Linked DNA regions of Rattus norvegicus: regions 1, 2 and 4 are each linked to region 3. A link is a contact called in public Hi-C data. All regions are on one chromosome and are shown on one strand. The core of a region is the stretch at or near the end of the contact, and the rest is flanking DNA. Distances in the headings are between cores, read along the strand shown. Region 1 has its middle 330 kb from the start of Adamts9. Region 2 overlaps LOC120102344 (a long non-coding RNA gene). Region 3 overlaps Adamts9 (ADAM metallopeptidase with thrombospondin type 1 motif, 9). Region 4 overlaps LOC102555978 (a long non-coding RNA gene).

Region 1 (3,624 bases), core at 710-3,209, 490 kb after region 3:
GTAAGAATTATATCACTAGGGGCAGACTTTGGGGTTTCAAATACTCAAGCTAGACCCAATCTCTCTCTCTGTTTCTGCTGCCTGCTGATCCAGATGCCTCTCCAGCACCATGTCTGCTTTCATGCTACCATGCTCCCTGCCATGCTGACCGTGGACTAAACCTCTAAACCATGTAAGTAAGCCCTAGTTAAATTCTTTCCCTTTTAAGAGTTCCTGTAGACGTGGTGTCTTTTCACAGTAATAGAACACTGACTAAGACAATCATCAAAGGACACCAAGGCAGAAACTCAAACAGGGCAGGATCCTAGAGGCAGAAGTTGATACAGAGGCCATGGAGGAGTGCTGCTTACTGGATTGTTCCTCGTAGCTTGCTCAGCCTGCTTTCTTGCTTTCATATAGAATCCAGGACCACCAGGCCAGGGCTGGCACCATCCACAAAGTGCCAGGCCCTTTTCCCAGTCAATCACTAATTTAAAAAAACAAAACAAACAACAACAACAACAGCAACAACAACAACAACCCTACAACATGGTCTTCTGGAAGCATTTTTGTAATTGGTTATTTTATTTATTTACATTTCAATTGTTATCACCCTACCCGGTTTCCCCTCTGCAAACCCCATCCCATCTCTCCTCCCCTTTGCCTCTATGAGTGTGCTCCTCCATCCACATACCCATTCCCTACTCACTCTAGCATCCCCTTATGTGGGGGGTTTCAAGCTTCCATAGGACCAAGGGCCTTCCCTCCCATTAATGTCAGATAAGGCCATCCTCTGCTACATATGTAGCTAGAGCCAAGGGTCCCTCCATGTGTACTCTTTAGTTGGTGGCTTAATCCCTGGGGGCTCGGGGTGGTCCAATTAGTTGATATTTTTGTTTTTCCTATGGGGTTACAATCCCGTTCAGCACCTTCAGTCTTTCCCCTAACTCTTCCATTGGGGTCCCTGTTCTCAGTCCAATGGTTGACTGTGATTATCTGCATCTGTATTGGTCAGGTGCTAGCAGAGGCTCTCAGGAGACAGCTTATTACCAGGCTCCTGTCAGCAAGCCCTTTATTATTATTATTATTATTATTATTATTATTATTATTATTAACTTGAGTATTTCTTATTTACATTTCTAGTGTTATTCCCTTTCCTAGTTTACGGGCCAACATCCCCCTAACCCCTACCCCTTCCCTTTTTATAGGTGTTCCCCTCCCCATCCTCCCCCCCATTGCCGCCCTCCCCCCAACAGTCTAGTTCACTGGGGGTTCAGTCTTAGCAGGACCCAGGGCTTCCCCTTCCACTGGTGCTCTTACTAGGATATTCATTGCTACCTATGAGGTCAGAGTCCAGGGTCAGTCCATGTATAGTCTTTAGGTAGTGGCTTAGTCCCGGGAAGCTCTGGGTGCTTGGCATTGTTGTACTTTTGGGGTCTCAGCAAGCCCTTCTTGAAGTTCCTTCCTCTCAGAAGGAACTTGACACTTTATCTGTGTCAAGTTGACATAAAACTGCCCAGCACAGAGTTAGAAACCTTGCAAATGAAGGGATGGTGCTCCAATTTTGCGAATGTCTAGCTTGCCATCATATGCAAAGCACAGTGTCCAACATACGTTAAATTCTAATATTTCAAATAGCATCTATTGTGGCAATAACCAAATGGCATTCTAATAACCTTATGGTGGTATTCTGATCTTTTCATGAAATTAACGGAAGTTATGATCAGCAAATGAGTGAGTGAAAGAAAAGAGAGAGACCATAGTAATCACTGAAAAGAAGCATCTCCTTCCCCGTGGGAGGCATTGAGTCACCCTGTGTTTATTGAGCTGCATAAGGAAGCTGCTGTCACAATCCTTCCAGAGAAGCTATTGTGATGTTGTATAGAAGAGGGGGCTTTCTGGGACATTCATTTCACTGCCAGTGATGGGTGTGACGAATGCTTTTGTGTGAAGGTGGCACCATCCACAAGGATCAGGATGACTCACGGAGTGAAATCATAGATTCCACGGTGCTGCCAGGCTGAGAGCACTGGGGCTGGCTCAATGGATCTGAAAGAAAGATCAAGGAATTCCAGTCTCGATGGACATGTGGCTAGGAGAAAATGGAGTGCATCAGCTACTAGCATATGTGGGTGACACTGAATTCTTTTCAAGGCAAAGGCATCTCACCATTTAAAAACTGTATTACAGAGGGAAAATTAACAAATGAGCCAATAATACACAAGAGTTAAAAAGAATGCATTATGACTTGGTGATAGCAAAGTTAATAAAGTACTTGCTGCCTGTGTGTGAAGGTTTGAGCCCCAGAATCCATACAAAAATGTAGGGTTCAGTGATGCACACTTGTAGTTCCAGAGTGGGGAAACAGAGACTAGGAGATCCAAGGGCTCGCTGAACAGTCAGCCTCGATGGTTTCTATATACATGTGCATAACATGTGCATTCACACAAACAAGCACTCGCACAAACACACCACACATATAGGAGATGATTCCTCATGACCAAGTTGAGTTTACTGCAGTTATCCAAGGAACAGATGGACATTTGAGAATAAAACTGACTGTAATATATTTTATATTGACCATAATTAACCAATGATGCTTCATATATAAATGCTTCAAAAATAAAAATCCAGCACCATAACTTTACTTGACACACCCTCTACTGACTCTGGGCTGGCCTACTGACTTACTTTAATTAATTGAATATGGTAAAATAGATGTGCCAATTCCAGTAACATCCCAAAAGTTCCAATCAGCAAAATAATCAATGTGCAAGATAGTTTTTGTCTACTTGATACAAACTAGAATAATCCTTGAAAACAGAATCTCAATTGAGAAAATATCTCCATCAAATTGCCTGTAGGCAAGTCTGTGAGGGTATTTTCTTATTAATTATTGATGGGGGGGGTCGCTGGGGGCAGTACCACCCCTGAGAACGTGGTCCTGGGTTGTATAAAAAGCAAACCGAGAGTGTCACAAGGAGCAAACCAATAAGCATCATTCTCCCATGGTCTCTGCTTCAGTTCCTACTTCCAAGTTCCTGCCCTGGTTGAGTTCATACCTTGGATCCCTCAATGGTGGACGGTGATCTGGAAGAGTAAGCCAAATAACCCTTCCCACACCAAGTTGTTTTTAGTCATGCTATTTATCACAGTTATAGGAAGAAAACTAATGAATACTATGATGGTATTCATACAATGAAATGGCCAAAAATAAATAAATAAATAAATAAATAAATAAATAAATAAATAAATAAATGCCATAACCATTAGAAAGGGGGAAAAAGAAGTTCCATTTTTAAAATGATGACTTCATGTTCATAAAGCCTAAAATATTTTTATTTTATTTTGATTTACCTAATTATATAAACTTACTGGGTATAAAATCAATCTATAAACCCAACTGTTCTATGATAAACTAGAAATCAAAAATGTAGATTTAAGAAGATAGTATAAAAACTTTGTAAGGAGAAATCTAACTCAAGAGGTAAAGATGTTCGAAGAGCTTACAAGAATCTGATTAAGAGTTATTAAGATTACTTAAATGCCCATGGATTAGAGGCCACCATAATGTTTAAAATACAACCTCTTCCAATGGAATCCCACCCTCTAAATTTTAGTTAGCTGGTTCCAGTGTACACAGAG
Region 2 (3,313 bases), core at 632-3,131, 390 kb after region 3:
TAGCAGTAGCATACAGTTTCTATATAACCCTATGAGATGATTTTTGTCTCACTTAGCTGCTTTGGGTAAGAACTTCTGACTCTTCTGAATATGTGCTACCTTGGAAATGTTCACAGGTACTTAAGAAGTAGCTGCTTGTATCCTTAAGGGAAGAGGTTCCTAGGACAGAAAAGATAGTTTAGGACCCTGGCTTGATGCCTCTGTTTTTTTTAGGTCGAGGGTGGACATCAAGCAGATAGCTCCATTTTCAGGGTCTCGTATTCTTCCTTAGAGTTTTTGTCTATTAAAGACCTGGGGATTAGGAGTGATGGACAATGACTCCCAGAAGCAGCTCTTGGGAGGGTTAAATGTGACATAGGTTGTGAGGGGTAGAGCATAGTGAGTTGTCTCAGTAAATGGTAGGAAGCTATTGCTGTCAGAAACTTGGTGTTTGTTTTATAAAAATAGAGAAGGAATATGTTTGGTGGAGGTGAGGTAAGGTGTGGGGGAAGGGGATGCGTATGAGGCCTATGGTGAGGCATCCCTTCCCCCAACTGAGGGACCAGCCATAAGACAGTATAGTATAAAGTTTATTCAGGGCATGGGGAGGGGAGTTGAGAGAAAAGCAGAGAGAGAGAGAGAGAGAGAGAGAGAGAGAGAGAGAGAGAGAGGAGCCACGAGCACATAGAGAGTGAGCGGGAGGGGGAGGGAGATCAGTAGTGGAGAGGACAGAGCAAGAACAAGAGAGCAAGAGAGGGAGGGGCAAGCAGCCCCTTTTATAGTGAGTCAGGCGTACCTGGCTGTTGTCAGGTAACTGTGAGGCACAGCCTAGTCTAAATGCCAACATTGGTATGGTTCAAGGTCTACAGACTTTGAAAATAAGGATCAATCAATGATCTTAAGTTGAGAGTCTGCATTTCAAGCTTGATGTACAGCTTGTAGATGACTACTATAGCAAGCCATAAGTTGTGTTAGCTTGAGGACCTATGCAAAGATACTTGTGCAAAGCTTTGAATCAGCTCTTCTACAGTGCACACATAGTCCTAAAACTCATCATACTATGCAGAGCAATGTGATAAACACCACAAAGATTATAGGAATCAGAATTAAGGCAACCATTTCCAGGTACTCAGAAAAATCTGTGGTTTTTACCCATATTCCTAGGGGATATTTACAATATCTATAATAATTTTTTTTGGTTGCTAAGGTGTGGTAGGGGAGATCAGAATTTAGCATTCGTGGTGGATAAAGGCCAAGACAGACTGCTACTAAATGTCCTGTGATACACAGGCTCTCCACTGATCCCTAGCAAAGATTTACCCCGCCGGCAACTCAGTAGGGCTAAGGCTGAGAAACCCAGGATTTATGAACAACACTCAAAAATGTGTTAGAGTTACATTACAGAAAGGAAAGCAAGATGATAAAAATCTGATTAAATACTAGTACAATGTAGCTCACGTTAAATGTTTTGTAGATATGTGAGTACATTAACACACACTGTAGTCAGCTCTGCAAATGACCTGGCATTTGCCTGTGGACGTGAGTGTGGGCAAGGAGCTGCCTGTTAGTTACTGGAAAGTGGTGGAAGGGGCTTCTCCAAACCCTAGCTGTAGTACAGATGTGTGTGGGTGTGGTCTACTCTACCTGTGGAGCTGAGATGGATGGTGGGTGTCCCAGTGTGTGTTGGGCATGTTCCCACGAAGTTCAAGTCTTTGGGCACTACTTTCTGCGTCCATCTGAGCCTCTCAGGGGTGAAATTGTGAGTAAGTGAACGTGAAATTCAGTTTATGTTCAAAGGATTCCTTACCATGCTGTCAGTGCTGGAGCCCACACGGACTTACTTACAGAACAAGCTGGATAACAGAACTGAGCTTGTACAGTTAATTCCACAGAGCTGACTCAAACGGTAGTTCACACAATCCAAGAGACTTTAACGAACGCAACGGAACAAAGACATGTTTCAGAGGAAAACCTCCGGGCTGCTCCGATCCAACTGCCCCATGTGGTATTCTAGAACATCAAACTTTTCTGTGACCTGGCAAGTGCCCCGGGCTATTTATATATATCAAAGCCTATTTAAAACCCTGAACAATGCTGAAATGTTTAAAGGCAAAATTGTATGATGTATACCATTGGTTACAAAACAATCTGAGTAGGGGCTGTGGAAGAAAGGGGCTAAGAGGAAGCCAGGCTAGCCATGAGTTGTTCAATGACAGGAGGAGGGGAGGAGATAAGCTTTGCTTATCGTCTTCATCATGCCGTTGCACAATGAAGAAAGAAGGAAAGGTGGTCGGTAAATAATTGTGAAGCAGCAGAGGACTCGCCAGTAGGCTCAGTTTTTAAAGGGTGGTGCTGCTTTTGAACATCGCTTTATACCTTACTAGTGCAAGGAAATACTCTGCTATAAGCAAGGGTTGCACTGAAGGCCTGGAAAGCCATCTCACTTTCCACAAGTTCCAGTGACTCTTGAGGACAGCACACGGGTAACGGGGCCAAGTGTCAAAGGGAAAAAATGTGCATACAAGTCATGGTCAGTGACCGGGAGAAATACCCAACTAGTGTTTTACTGAACTGAGATGATAAAGTCCTGGTGGGGGACACAACACTCTGAGCCAAGGAGGACATGGAAACCATGTGAGGAAGCACAGAGTTTGGCAAAGAGCTCGGGTGGGCGTTAAACCTTGACCTCAGAGGCCTGATTTTACCGAGCATCCTTGGGCAAGTTAATCTAATCATTCTGAGAAATTTTGTTTTCTTTCCAGATTGTGAAAATTGAATTCTTTTTGTAATGAAAGGAAAGAAAAAGAAATCAGATATCGAAAGAAACAAAATAGGAGGCTGGGATAATGAAACCAAAGACACCGAAAAACTCTTGAGAATTTTGGAGGCCATGACAAAAAAGTAGAGAGGCTCACTGTCCCCCTCCCACAATGAACATAAGAATTCACAAAATTCACAGATACCCTAACAGCAAGCCAGAACCCAGGGTTAAGTGCTTAGGATAGAAACTGTTCCCACCATCTGCATCTGACTGGCTGTGAGGGATGGAGGCAGGGTCTATAGTTCTGTCATCTCAGTTCTGCTGTCTGTCCTCTGTTTCTTCTCATCCGTTCCTCCAGCCTGAAGTATTGTTTACTCTGCTCTCCAAATTCCACCCCACTCCTCATGGTCTCCAGCTTCCAGGATGCCTTTCACAGTCTGGGGCTTCTATGGGAGCTCCCCGTCTGAGCTCACACTAACTCTTATCAGTAGTGCTATTCTGGTCCTTAAGTGTGGCCTCTCTTTGAATTGCTTATCTCTGATGCCTGTACACTTTTCCTTCTGTGTCTGCAGG
Region 3 (3,627 bases), core at 167-2,666:
ATAGGTACTGGGAAACATCCCATATCTCCAGGAGGCTGGATGCTGCACTGGCCTGAGAACTCAGTGGAAGGGCTTTAAGGAGGAGTTTCTGCCCCACTGTCCTTTAGGATCACCATGGAGACACAGCCCCAGAGGTTTGGATCCCCTCAGCCTAGTCAGAGGGACCAGAGGGTACAATTAAACAGGTGGCTCCACAGGGTGGGTGATTCTCGGGCTATGCTTGTCAACCACTTGGGGGCTTGTTCAGCTACAGAATTGGACCCAGAAGACCAGGGTCCTAGCTCCTGCCTTCCAAATGCTTTGGGGTTGCTGACATGCTAAGTGTACTGGGTTCAACCTCCACCCCCCAAAAGTGGATTATTGTATTCCTAACTTTCCAGAAAATATCACCCCATAACCTCTTCCTACTGGAACTGCAACTGTTTCTGGGCAGAGCAAACCAAACCAAAACATCAATTTTTTCGAGGTTTGAATAGGCAAGTTGCATTTGATTAGTTAAGATATTTGAGCTGTGTGTATGCTAGAGCCCTGCCCCGACCCCTTTTGATCCAGTAGTCTTTCCAGGCGCTTGGATGGCTTCGAATTTAGTAGGTGGGAAAAGCTTCAACCAGTGAGTCTCTCCTGTTTCACCCACCTCTAAATTCCTTCCCGTATTTGTGTCCTAAATTTTCTCTCTGGCACTTTGGGGAACAAAAGTTTGGTGAATGGGAAAAGCATGCCGGCTCTGCTCCTTCAGTACAGAGCCACCGTCTTCATAAGATGTTAAACAAGAACCATCCCCCAAGCAATACAGAGCCTTACCGGAGACTTCTTGATGTCTGAAACGGCATAATTCCCTTGTGATGTCCATCTGGCAGACTCGGTTAAGGACAGCCCGGTCCCATAAAGGTTGATGCTAAAACGGCCCTGGAACACAAAGCCAACACAAAAGACTTTCAGCCCGTGTGACATACCAACCAAGGCAGAGCTGACACATTCAAAGGGACTTTGGTAAGTAGAAGGGTGTTAATTAATTTTGATGGCCGCTAATCATTGAAGGTATTTTGTTGTTCCATTGTCAGAACCAGGTGTGTTACATTCATGATTTCTAGGTAGGGATTTTGTTTACAGATGGTGAAACCCTGGATCACAGTCGATTAACTCCCTCCTGAACACAGAAAGCTCTCAGGTCGTCTTTACTGACTTCTAAATCCTCTCTCAAAGCTTCCTCCTGCCAGCCTCCGTAGCACAGTAACCCCGATGTTGCTCGCAATTATCGGATTCCTTCACGACCAAAATGCCACAGTGTAATTTTTCTAACAAGATCTAGCTGCCAAAGTTTCCTGGGCTTCCAGTTCCCTGGGGCGAAGAGCAAGCACACTCTGTACCAAGCACCGCTGGGTGTGAGTTCAAAGCAGTGGCGCGTTTCCAAAGGTAGCCAGAAGAGGACGCTCTTGGCCTGCTGAAGATAGCGCACACTCCCAGTCCATCTTCTGAACACCCCCCCACCCAAGCGCCCGCGCGCGCGCCCGCGGGCACACACAGACTTAGTTCCGGAACAGAATTCCCAAAGGCCACAAGGGTGTGTGGTCTGGGCCTTTAATATTGATATTTATCTCTAAGGAGCCAGTGCCGTAGTACTAAACCGGTCTCCCCTCTCTCAAAACCAGATCCAACACTGGCGGTTTCCAAGCTGAGAATGTTCTGTGACCCTGAACATGTTCTCAGGATTACTTTCTCCCAGAACTGAGAACCCACGACTTTGAAAAAAGTTAAAACAAAGAGATAACGGAGAGCTGTTACTCAGAACCAAACCTAGTATGTCAGAGTTAACTCCTTCAGCAATGATTAGATAAGAGAGAGAGAGAGAGAGAGAGAGAGAGAGAGAGAGAGAGAGAGAGAGAGAAAGGAGGAGGAGGAGGAGGAGGAGGAGGAGGAGGAGGAGAGAGAGAGGAGGAGAGGCAAGGGAGGGGGTGACGGAGGGAGGGAGGGAGGGAGGGAGGGGAAGAGGGGAGGGGGGAAGGAGGGGTTAGTTCAGCCCTTTCCAAACTTCAGTTGGTCCATCTTTAAAATGGAAGTTAATGTACATACTTCCCTCATTTACTGTAGTAATGAGAAGTAAATAAAGTTAGAAGTGTAGAAGCTGGCTGTGGTAGGCCCTGCCTATGATATCACTGCTCAGAGGACTGAGGAGGAGGATGGCAGTCAGATCCAGGCCACCTGCATTACCTAGGGAAACCTTGCCTTAAACAAAACTTGGGAGAAATATGAAAGTAAATAAGCTCTCATGTTGTTGATACTTAGTAGAAACACTGGCATCTGTAACAAAAATACAAGTATAACTTCTGTGTTTTCTAAATTTCTAAATGCTCCTGAATTTCCTAACTGTTTCCTAACAAATTCTTGTTTTCTTTGCCCTGGTTTAATGGTAATTACTTAGGGGAGGGGCTCAGTATTACTTGGTCTATGTATATATATTAGCTATTGGTAGTAACATGTCCCTGGAAGTTGACCGTTTTTTCCAGTAAATAGCACATCTTAGGTCTTTGGGTGAAATTTCTAAGAGGAGTGCCTCAGAGTTTCTTCTCCCTGCAAGTTTCATAAATAGGAAATAATGACTTCCAAATCCTTCTGGAGCTAAGGCACTACAAATATGACATGGGAAAGAAGATTTCTGCTTCCAGAGTGACCAATCACTGATACCAGTAGGGGTGATGCATCTTCCGAAGAAATGTGGCAATGTCTACAGACAGTTCGAGACACTCCAGTCAATGGCAGGGATGTATGCAACAGCTGGACACCAAGAACTCCATGGGATTGCTGTAAGTAACAGAAGAGTTCCCCTTTCCCCTCAGAGCTATCCGGCCTGCTTCTCCAGGTCCAAGCTGCTGCACTGAGAAATGTTGGAGCAGGTGCAAAAGGTGGATCCATTCCACAACGGCCTCTCCTGCATCTGTGTCAGGGAGGGTAGACAAGTGGCTCACTTCTCCAGCCTACCCATAAAGTAGGTGAGACCAAACTTTGTTTTCCAAAGGAGGCTATGGGATGGAAGGCCTCCCTATACTGTACCTAGCTTTTTACCTGGCAGAAAAAGAGAGGTATTATTAGATAATTTAAATGACCATACTGTGTAGATGTTAGTGCTCCTTATATAGAGTGGCTTTATAACAAGGTGTTTGCAAGTATGGCTTGCTTGGGACTTCCAAGCCAGGTTCCTCTCAGAGTTTTCTGTTGCTGGCATTTTTCCTTACTATTTTCCCCTATTATCATTTATTCATTCATTTTATATCCCAATTGCTGTTCCCCTTCTGGTACTCCCCTCACAGAGTCCCTCCCCCATGCCCTGCCTCCTTCCTAATGAAAGAGTTTTGAGAGAAAGTCTCATTATTGGCCTAGGCTGTCTGGAGCTTGGTGTCTTCCTGCTTTAGCCTCTGCAGTGTTGAGAGTGCACAGGACTGTGCCCAGATTCCACCGGTCACTCCCTGAGCTCCTGGTCACTGTTACTCAGAGGAGCAGGAGCCACCATGCGGAGTGTCCCACATCACAGGTGACCCAGGGCTGCTTGCTTTCTCCCTCCCACTTGCTGTCCACTCCACCTCACTGCATTGCAGAAGCCACACCTGGTCTGCTTTGTTATTGAAGTCCCCA
Region 4 (3,301 bases), core at 445-2,944, 290 kb after region 3:
ATATGGGTGGGGCTCCTAGAACGCATGCTTGAAATGATTATGGGAGGAGAGGGCCAGGAAGATGGGAAAACAACAATCTGATGTGTGGGGGACATATCATATAATGTGACACCAGGCAGGCTCTATGACTAAAAAAGTATAGATACAGGCAACAGGTGACCAACTTTGAGGACTGGAAATAGACTCAATTGTATTAAAAAAAAAAAAAGCAATGGTGAATTAAGGTACATTAGCAGTCATGTGATAGAGTGTCAGGAAGGAGATAAGCTCAGTGGTTAAGATCATAGACACAAGAAGAAGAGTGGATTTAAAGCTGACTTGGCCCTTTAAACTGTCCATTTCAACAAACCAATCCAACCCTCAGCAGACTGTGTAGCAAAGGAGATAATGCTCATTTTGATATTCTTGAAATATTGATTTGATAAAATAAACAAACCTTGGCCAATTCAAGAGGAGTTTTACGAATGGTCTTCTATCCAATTGTTACGGATTCTGAATGAAGGGAGTGGAACACCATTGACCTTTATCACATAATTCTGCAGAAACCCATATTCTGCAGAAACCTGCATTAGATATGTGTTAGGTAAGTGAAAGCCGAAGCTGTGTGTTGATACCTCCATGAAAGCACGGTTTTTGAAGTATGGCTTGTGATTCTGTCTCCAGGACATTGGGCATCCGGGTCAAAGGTGCATCATCAACGCGGTCTTCGTTGCTACTGAAAATGGATTTAGTTTCCATCAGTCCTATTTACAGCAGCTTTCCTGGGACTCAAATAAAACAAGGCTCTCCCGCCCACTGGCTTGCGAGCTGTGCAAAGTACAGTCTTCTATTGTGACACGTATCCTGGCAGTTCGCCACTGTCTGCCCTACCCCGCTGCAGAATCAGAGTCCTACCCCCTCCCATCCCGTAAAATCGCCGAACTCTTGGGAAGGTACTGAGAGCCTGGAAGAAGCATTTAGTATCTCTCTTGAGATGAGTAAATTACATGGGAGGTTATGGGTATTTTATGATCTGTTATAGATGGATAACTCAAGGTGCAGCTTGGCTTTTCTTTTTCTTAAAGCAAGAAAGCTTAGCAGTGAGACTCATTTTCCACAACTCCCAAATGGTTTCACAATAACTCTGTGACCTTAATCAGCTTCTTCTGTTGAGGCAACCTCCCCTAATTGTGTTGTTGCGTGAAACAGACACAATGACAAAAATACTCCATCTCTACAAAGAAAGTGTGGATCACATAACCTGGGGAATAACAGTCTGGGTGCCAGGGGAAGATGAGCCAAGACCGCGCTGCCTCTGGTAGTATTTCTCATGTAGATAATCGTCAGTCTCTTCCTTATTGGTCAACAGTAGGCTAATGATTGTCCTGAACTAAGTGGCTCTGGGACATAATGGTGTAGTAACCTAGGACTGCCAACTAGATGGCTAGAAATTCCCACAAGACTCCTGCAGAGCCGCAAGACAGCTACGTCACAAACGAACACCGAAATGAAATGCAGAACCTGAACTTCTTGCTTTCATCTCCTTTCCTGATCTCTAGGAGCCACCGCTTGCCCTTCTTTCCCTATCCTCCATGCCAAGTATGGCGGGTGCAGAGGGGACAGGCCGGGAATGCTAGCACAGCTGATGGCTGTCAGCTAGCAAAGCAATCTGGTGAAAAGAAGACAGGGACTCCGCGGCTTCCTGTTCCTCAATTCTTGGGCAGCTGTGACCTTCAGAGCTGCAGGGGCTTGTGGGAGCCGGTGGGTGTGGTCTGAGAGGGAGTCTACAATTGGAAGCTGACCTTTCAGAGTCTAGATTTTTTCCATCCTGGAAAACAAGAGCTAAGCATAGAAATTGAATTAGAAGTGGAAGGATTTCCCAAGGCTCTCATCTGTCCCAGCTGCATCCACAGAGCTGGCCGTGGCCTTACTCCTGTCATTCTCAGCTAGGATTCCTGCCTGTCCCTCCTCACTCCTGGCTGGGTGCTGAGGTCAGCAGAAGTACCTTGAGACAAGCACACAAACTAAGCTGTAGTCAGCAGACCCAGCCTCAAAATTGGAGGAGGAATTGTGAAAACATCGTTTCCCTCCTCACTCCCACAACAAAAGAACTTGTGTTTCAAAATACTCTTGCCTCAGGCCCTCACCCGCCTGTGAATAGGGGCACTGAGGGGACAGAAACGCCATAAAATCCTAGGTTCCCTAGCTCAGCCTCAAGCTGTGGTTTCCTATTTCCTCCCACTGGACAGCTTCAGTATTAATTGCTCCCCAAACCAACAGTAAAATTTCACTACTGCTCCTTGCAGGCAGAGAAACCCTCAGGTCTTCTGAGAATTTCAGAACAGGGCTTGCTGACCCTGGCATCTCTCTCCTGTACACACACAAGTGGTGGGGGTTCCAGATAGGTCTTTGGTTTGGGGCACAGGCTCTCTCAGCAGAGTAGTCAAAAGCTGCACATGAAAATTCACTAGAAATGCAAATTTTTAGTTCATCAGAAGCCCCAAGGACTTGGCTGCCTCCTTAGTTTGTTGAAGAAAAAAAAAATCCTGTGAGTTCAGTTGAACTAAATCATGAGGATTAGCGATCTAGGCTAGGCATTTATTTTGTCAGAATACTGCAGACTTTTATTGTTGTCTGTGTGGTCTTTGGCGTACTTCCTTTAGTTTCTGTCTGGCAGGCTCCTAGTCAGTCTTTAAGTCCTTCTGAAAATACCCTCTCTATGTAAGTCTCCATCATCCTCCCAACCTAAGGGAATAAAATGTTCTCTAATGTGTGACATTTGGGGCATCTTACTAATATATTTTATTAAAACTATCCAGTTCCTCTCTTCTGTTCCAGGCTCAGAAATAAGAACATGCTTACATCAGCAAATGCTTTGGGTAGACTATTGTGGGACTGTCATTTTATTTCTGGTGATGGCAGACTAAGATTTTGAGATCATACCCCAGGCTTACAACCTCACCTCTGACATGTGTTGGCCCTGTGCGGCCTTAGGTAGGGGTTTGAGCACTTTAATTGTCCTGTGTAATGAGGACAGGTTAGTCCTGTTTACCCCAGTGTCCCTGGATGACTGAAAGAGCGCTGCCCAATCGAGCACAGTAGCTGACCAGTGCAGACATGTGGAAGTTGGTCGCTACCGGTAATGTTATTCTTCCTCGCTAGCACACAGTTAGCAGTGTTCACTGTGCTGTCAGGATCAACACTTCAACAATGAGTCAGAGTCGTCTTCTTGTTGAAGTCCTGAGGACTAAGATGAAGCATTGGGGTGGTAGGAAACATATTTCAGTAGAGGAAGCCTTAAATAGCTTAAGATCGGAAAAAC

Evidence for each region. Hi-C and Micro-C count contacts between places; a contact is called where the count stands out from the background.
Region 1: a contact with region 3 is called in a Hi-C map of Schwann cells, with 5 times the contacts expected there. The contact joins two enhancer-like sites. A contact is called at or near these places in 2 of 12 Hi-C or Micro-C datasets (the A7r5 cell line and Schwann cells).
Region 2: a Hi-C map of Schwann cells shows a contact between it and region 3, with 9 times the contacts expected there. The contact joins two enhancer-like sites. A contact is called at or near these places in 2 of 12 Hi-C or Micro-C datasets (the A7r5 cell line and Schwann cells).
Region 4: a contact with region 3 is called in a Hi-C map of Schwann cells, with 6 times the contacts expected there. The contact joins two enhancer-like sites. A contact is called at or near these places in 3 of 12 Hi-C or Micro-C datasets (Schwann cells, kidney and mammary epithelial cells).

The regions. Positions count from the first base shown.
Region 1 is chr4:127,350,307-127,353,930 of GRCr8, forward strand. No RefSeq gene overlaps it. Among named protein-coding and RNA genes, the nearest start is that of Adamts9, 330 kb to the left of the region's middle. Within about 2 kb of position 1,960, at least 12 of the 93 cell types and tissues checked have an H3K27ac peak or open chromatin away from gene starts, as enhancers often do. A contact at or near this core is called in Schwann cells, where this site is marked.
Region 2 is chr4:127,248,235-127,251,547 of GRCr8, forward strand. It overlaps LOC120102344 (a long non-coding RNA gene), which reads right to left. Exons shown (of 5, transcript XR_010065878.1): 2 at 1-3,313. Among named protein-coding and RNA genes, the nearest start is that of Adamts9, 230 kb to the left of the region's middle. Within about 2 kb of position 1,882, at least 4 of the 93 cell types and tissues checked have an H3K27ac peak or open chromatin away from gene starts, as enhancers often do. A contact at or near this core is called in Schwann cells, where this site is marked.
Region 3 is chr4:126,861,860-126,865,486 of GRCr8, forward strand. It overlaps Adamts9 (ADAM metallopeptidase with thrombospondin type 1 motif, 9), which reads right to left. Exons shown (of 39, transcript NM_001107877.1): 37 at 720-906. The coding sequence ends at 763. Among named protein-coding and RNA genes, the nearest start is that of Adamts9, 160 kb to the right of the region's middle. Within about 2 kb of position 1,417, at least 6 of the 93 cell types and tissues checked have an H3K27ac peak or open chromatin away from gene starts, as enhancers often do. A contact at or near this core is called in Schwann cells, where this site is marked.
Region 4 is chr4:127,148,602-127,151,902 of GRCr8, forward strand. All of the region lies in intron 2 of LOC102555978 (a long non-coding RNA gene), which reads left to right. It overlaps LOC134486615 (a long non-coding RNA gene), which reads left to right. Exons shown (of 2, transcript XR_010065879.1): 2 at 664-804. Among named protein-coding and RNA genes, the nearest start is that of Adamts9, 130 kb to the left of the region's middle. Within about 2 kb of position 1,695, at least 6 of the 93 cell types and tissues checked have an H3K27ac peak or open chromatin away from gene starts, as enhancers often do. A contact at or near this core is called in Schwann cells, where this site is marked.